Linked DNA regions of Hordeum vulgare: region 2 is linked to region 1. Evidence: chromatin contacts called from public Hi-C data. All regions are on one chromosome and are shown on one strand. Each heading gives the region's core, a stretch centred on a gene start, on an enhancer-like site or on the middle of the called end of the contact. The rest is flanking DNA. Distances are from core to core; before and after follow the strand shown. Region 1 has its middle 11 kb from the start of LOC123398640. Region 2 has its middle 63 kb from the start of LOC123399456.

The links. A called contact is a pair of places that touch in the nucleus more often than the background predicts.
Region 2: a Hi-C map of leaf shows a contact between it and region 1, with 3 times the contacts expected there. The contact joins two enhancer-like sites. A contact is called at or near these places in 2 of 6 Hi-C or Micro-C datasets (leaf and seedling).

The regions. Positions count from the first base shown.
Region 1 is chr5H:459,455,396-459,458,628 of MorexV3_pseudomolecules_assembly, forward strand. No RefSeq gene overlaps it. Among protein-coding and RNA genes, the nearest start is that of LOC123398640, 11 kb to the left of the region's middle. Within about 2 kb of position 1,751, at least 3 of the 3 cell types and tissues checked have open chromatin away from gene starts, as enhancers often do. A contact at or near this core is called in leaf, where this site is marked.
Region 2 is chr5H:460,114,578-460,118,050 of MorexV3_pseudomolecules_assembly, forward strand. No RefSeq gene overlaps it. Among protein-coding and RNA genes, the nearest start is that of LOC123399456, 63 kb to the right of the region's middle. Within about 2 kb of position 1,989, at least 1 of the 3 cell types and tissues checked has open chromatin away from gene starts, as enhancers often do. A contact at or near this core is called in leaf, where this site is marked.

The DNA.
Region 1 (3,233 bases), core at 501-3,000:
GATCCTTGTAAAGTTCCCAAAACAACTTCTATCACAATTAATGGGCTGGCCCATTTGAATGATTGAGGGGACTCTAGCTATGTTCTCGCGCTAAGCAAGACCTAGCATTTACGGCTAAATGGACCGGCCTAGTGCGAGGATGCCGTTTTTTCTTTCAGTTGTTTTGTTCTTTATTTACCATGGTTTTCTTTGTCGTTTTACCGTTGGTTGTTACTCTTTTGGTTTTCATTCTTTGTGTGCTAGGCCATGTCTGGTTCATTTACTCCCTAACTTTCCTTTTCTTTCAAAGAAAAACATTCTATTAGAGCATGTCAGTTTATAAGCAGGCAATGAATAATTTTGAACATTTCCAAACATGCAATTAAACTTTTTAACACATAATAAATAATTTTTAATGTATGCTGATGGCACATTCATAAAAAAATGCGGGGAACCTTGAGCGCAGATAGAACCTATTCTAGAAACGGGTGCACGCACTCCACCAACATGGGCTTGGACCATTTAGATTTCCTTTAGTTCATAGGGTAGGAAACTTAGAGGAATAGAAAAGTCATAAGAAATAAGATTATATGTATCTTAAATCCTATGAATAGGAATAGTGAAGGAGATGCCCTTTAATCCACACCATAGTTTTTTTATTAAATCTATGCTAATTTTTATTTTTATATAAATTGTGGAGGGTAGGAAGAATTCCTCCACAGGAGTAGTATTTCATTCCTATAAACCAAAGGGCTCTAAAGAAAAAAAAAGATAGAAATCCTACAAAATTTCTCCAAACCAATGGGATTTCTCCAAACCACAGGGGACTTACATTGTTTTTCTCATTTCCTCAGAACTTCAACAAGTGGCAATATGTGGGATTCAATGAACTCACACTTCATAACTAACCGGGATAACCACTTGGGACACATCCTTCCATGGCTGACATATGTTTTTCCTTCTTTGTTATATGTCACCTCGTAACACTAAAAAGGTGACTCTGGTTTTTCTTTGGCTGAATTTCTTTCGTTTTCACTCAGTTTTTTTGGTGTGTGGACTTACTTTAGGTTCATGAACATTTTTTTCTAAATTTATGAATATTTTTCAAAATCAATGAACTTTCTTCAAAAATAGATGAACTTTGGTTACAAATTTGCAAACTTTTCTTCAAATCATCGAACTTTTTTTTTTTAAATTGATGAGCTTTTTTCAAGTGCGTAAACTATTTTGTCCGTGATATTTTTCAAATTCGCTAACTTACACCAAATTTCATGCAATTATTAAGAATTTCATGATTTTTTTCAAAATTCCTGAACTTTTGTCATGTTCATGATTTTTCCTAATGCATGAACTTTTCTCAAATTCACGAGCATTTTTCATTTCCATGAGATTTTTTCAATTTCTATAACCTTTTTTTCAAATTGGTGGCCTTTTTTTAAATTAGTATTTGTTTACAATAGTTTTTAGAAATACATTTTTTTATTTATGCTCTAGCTTTAAATAAATTATGTTGGGTATATGATTGTATATGTTAACTGAAGCACGGGTCAAATGGTACTGTTTCCTGATAGTGGACAACTAAATGAGCACGACCTAGTGGTTATTGGCTACGACCATCTATATTGTCGTGTCCGGTTCCAATCCTGCTACTTCCCTAATTGATAATTGGCGAGATTGATTTTTTTAGCTAGTGATTAGATTTCGTTTTCTAGAGCAAGTCAATGGGCTGGCCCGCTACGAGTTGCCTATGAGCTCTAGCAATGCTAACCAGTAACCACCGCTAAGAGTGCCGAAGAGGAGGTACCCGGCGACTATATCTCACATCAAGCGAGATGATAGGATGTCTCGCTGAAGGGGTCGGCCCATTTGCGCATAGTTAATAATGGAAAAAGATAGGAGAAAAGGGAGCGCACAGGGGATTAGATCCGGGTCTCCACATTAAGGGCAAGCGTGGCTAGCTACTGGGCTTGCCTTAACTTTCTGATGGGACGGGTTTTCCACGGTTTCTTCCGCTTTTTTCCTAGGTTTTTTTCGGGTTTTTCCCATTGTTTTTCTCTTTTTTATTTTTTTAAAAGTTGTGTTACTTTGCTTTTATTTATTTCTTTATTTTTCCGTTTTATTTTGTTCCTTCTCCGGGTTTTTCATTCAGTTTTGCATTTGTTTCTTACTTTTTTGATTTCTTTTTTTCCTTGGTTCATTTCGTTTCTTTTTCGATTTTAATTTTTTCGGCTTTCTTTGTTTATTTTGGTTTTCATTCTACTTTTTATATGTCAACAAAATTTTCTAATACCTTTAGAAAAAATCAAATACAAATTTAACATTTTTTAATTCATGGTCAACATTGTTTCTATACACATTGTAAACATTTTTCAAATGCTTCATTGACATTATTATAACACAAGGTTAACATTTGCTGAATAAATGGTAAACATTGTTCCTATACACACTTTTTAACTTTTTCAAATGCAGGATTTACATTTTTCAGATACAAGATCAACAATTTTCCTATGCACATTTAGCATTTTTGAAATGCTTGAATGATACTTTATAGATGCAATATTAATTTTTCGACACATGGTTATCATTGTTTCTAAACACATACAAAATTCAAATGCTTGATTAGTATTTTTGAAATACCTTTTCCACATTTTTCCGAAATTATTGATTAGTTTTTTTATGTGATCAATTTTTTCATGATTTTTTATACATGGTCAACATTTTTCTATGGACATTTAACATTTTTCAAGTACTTTCTCAATATTTTTTAAATGATTGATTACCATTTTTATGTACACGGCCATTTTTTTTGTGCACATTTCTCATTTTCTAAATGCTTGCTTAACATTTTGAAAACACTTGTTCAACCTTTTTTCAAATGCTTGATTAACTTTGTTTCAATACATGATCAATTATTTTTATACACATTTTACTTTATTGTATACATTTTTAGTGTTCATGATAAACATTCTCTCTATACACTTTTTACATTATTTAAAGCTTGATAAAAAAATTTCAATTGTCTTATGTAGGGTGATTTTTTCAATGTGTTTATTTAATATATTTTAAAGTATAAACCAAAGTAAAAAAAGAAAAAACATAAAAAACATAAAACAAGGCTATTGATTCCCGCGTGCCTGGATCGACCGAACTCGCGACACCCTTTAGTGAGGGTTTCCTGTTGAATGCAAGACATAGGGGCACCCGAGGAGGTCTCCGTTATTAACATGATGTATGAACTAAACTAGACCGGGGTC
Region 2 (3,473 bases), core at 739-3,238, 660 kb after region 1:
ATATCATGAAAAGTAGTTGAAATACAATTGTAGATTTGAATCTAGAACAAAAAGCTAGATGAAACATGCAGTGCTAACTTTATTGTAAACGCTATGACAATTTTAGTGTAAACATCACGGCAACTTTTAACCTAAAAAAGATCGTCGAAACATATTAATATGGGACCTAGTTTTAAAGATTGCGTCGAGACAGATTTAACGATGAAAAACAATTTTTAATTGGATTTTTTATTTAAAAGATAAAACTTATTTAAGTTTAAAAATTAAAAAGTTTTCGTTAATATCATATGTTTGATATAGCAAGATTGATGATTATGAAAATGTATGAACCATGTTGACGCATGTCACATGTGGGCGCGTCACCTTTTGCTCCCTCTGTTTTTCAAATATAAGTCTTTATAGAGACTTATTAGAGGATTGTATAAAAAAATCTACACTCTAAAATATGTCTATATATATTTGTATGTAGTCTTTTTATTAAATACTCCCTCCGTCCGAAAATACTTGTCCTAGAAATGTACAAAATGGATGTATCTATAACTAAAATAAATCTAGATACATCTATTTCTAGAACAAGTATTTCCGGACGGAGGAAGTATCTGAAAAGCTTATATTTAAAAACGAAGGTAGTATGATGTTTTATAAACCACACACCGTAATGGGTTATCCATGTCACTGTTTCTATCCCATGCTATCCTGCATACCCTAGTTGTCGATCCTATGCTGTACTGCATACTCGCGAGTGGCTGGAGTTGGCACACGGCGACGCACTACCTGTGGTCAGTGCCTCGGTGGTCGTGTGGAGTCGGCGGCACGACCAAATCCATATCTCCTCCATCCGGCCACCATTTCGCAACGCCGAGAGCAGATGCGTGCAACTCCGGCTTCCAGTGTGTACACGCCATCTTCGATCCGAATCTCCTCCGGAATTTCAACGCGCGCCCGCACAGGTCGCCGGCGGTCGAGCTCGCCGCCGAAACAGGGAGTCCACGCCGCACTCGCAGCCACACATACATAACCTCCCCGCATCGGTCGAACGGCTGCAGTTATATGATGGACGGATAAAACCTGACATTTTATCATTATCTGGATGAAAACACGGATATTTGAACTGGTTTTCGCAGAATTTTAATTTAAAAAGACCACTAGCCGAATATTACTGTTAAAAAAGACCACACGCGATACGAAATACGAGAAGAGACCCCCATTTTTCGTGACGGCAGACACGCGAGGTGACGCGTGGCACCTGCCGTCACGGGCCGAGACGGCTGGGCCCCGCCGTCACCCGGCCGGGCAGGTGGCACCTGCCGCCAGCACTCGAGGCGGCAGGCTGCCCATGCTCGCGTACATGCATGCCTCAATCGCTGGCTGCCCATCACGGCCATGCATGCTCAAATTGTACGCCATGCACATCATCTGGCCGGTCGCCTCAAGCGCTGGCGGCAGATGCCACCTGCCCGGCCGGGCGCCTCGCCGGGTGGCAGCGGGGCCTAGCCGCCTCGGCCCGTGGCGGCAGGTGTCACGCGTCACCCGGCGCGCCTGCCGCCACGAAAAATGAAGGTCTCTTCTCGCATTTCATACCACATGGTTTTTTTTAACAATAACATTCGGCTAATGATTTTTTTTTTTGACAAAAATTCGTTTTCGCATGCCAAATACGGCGGTGTCCGGGCTCCCCAGAACTCCCAAAAGAAGGAAGAGATAGGCGCGCCACAATGGCGGGCAACAAAAATCCCGAGATTTGTGAAGGAGCATCTGTCCCTGTGTGGTGGCGCGGAGAGGCGTGAGCGGGTTTGGGGCCGCACGGGGCCGTGCCGCTACGTCCTGGCCTGGATGCCGTGGCTAGCAGCTAGCTCCGGCTCCCGGACGAGAACGACGCGCGCCGTGCTCCGGTGATCACAGTCATTTTCGTCTCCTCGGTGCGCTGTGTGTGTTCGCTCGATTAGCAGGATGAAACGTGGGGATCGCAGGACAAATCTTCTTATCCTCTTTTCTGCTTACGGGGTCCAAAGATTTTAGCTCGCGTTCCGCACCACGTAGGAGGCATCGCGTCGCTCTTGGTTGGAGCTGCCGCTCGCGATGACGACTCGGAGTCGCCATCCGAGGGGATCCGTCCGACGAGGATGCCGCACGCGCGAGGATCGACCCTTGTGTGTGTGTCTCGTCCGTATAGCCCAAGCATCGCTGTGGCGCGTCCTGTCTTGTGGGGGTGCGTGAATATCCAGGTCACTACCCTCCGCGGACGTACCCAATTAGTGACGGACCCGAACGTGTTCCGCGCAACCACACTTTTCATTTTTCTTCTTTATATATGTCCGATTACTTGTACATGATTGATGAAGAGGTAAAAAGAGATAGAAAAAATGAATAAAAAAATGGTCCAAGGTGCGGTTGCGTCCTACGTGACGGACTGATCCGACGCGTCCGGACGTGTCCGCAAGCTCTCATATCCTTCCCATATTTCAGATGGATATGAGGGTTTGTGGACAACATTGACGTATAGAAATGATATGGAGAGTCCAATTAAATCATTTTTTTCTCTCTTCTGTCCACTCATTAACCGGACGCGTTTGCATGCAGACATACCAGAGATCATTTGAGAAGTCCGGCTGTAGATACTCTTACATAGAAGTTAAATCGAGAAAGGCGACTGAATTTGGCAAGAGATCATGCGCCGGCTTGACAGGCTTACGCGTGAGGTGTTTTTTTTATGAACGGGTGCTTGCAGTACGACGTTTTAGGTCACTTACAATGTGTTTGGTTGGGGTAATTGAAGTTAGGAAATGAGAATTTAAGGGGTATGAGATTTTAAGTCTACTGTTTAGTTAGAGGGATTGAAAATTCATAAGGAAACAATCATGGGACTTGATATTTCATTTCCTATCATTTTATTAATAGAGGAAGGCGTGTGAGTTGGAAGGAAATTTTGTTAATGGGTCAATTTTGATCCTTCATTATGACTTGTGTTAACTTTTCTTATCTATTCCATCGTCAATTGCCACAAACTAAACAAGTGAATGTAGTTTTTTCTAAAATTCTCTCACATAATTCCTATCATGCGTCAAACAAGGAATTGAGAATAAAACGATTCATCCTATGTTCAATCTCAATACAACTCTAAACTCTTATGTCCAGGAAGTGTGGACGGTTTTAATCAGGTCTTCTTTCCTGAGATGAAGAAATCAAAATTTTATGGAGCCCCCCTCTGTGACGCCAACATGTATCAAAAGGATCTTGATCGTGCATTCTTCGATAACGTGTGGAATCACAGGCTTTCAAAAACGTCCCTCGCTTCGCTCCCCCGCACCACTCCCGATCACGTCCCGCTCCTTGTCTCTGTGTCCACCAAAAATCCGCCCCATCCGCTTTTTCTTTGAGAATGCGTGGCTTCTTGACCCTGCTTTCCTTCCCACCACTCTCCCATCTTGCGCTGGTTCGGTCCGTTGCACGGGCACTACTGGGGTTCTCGTCGC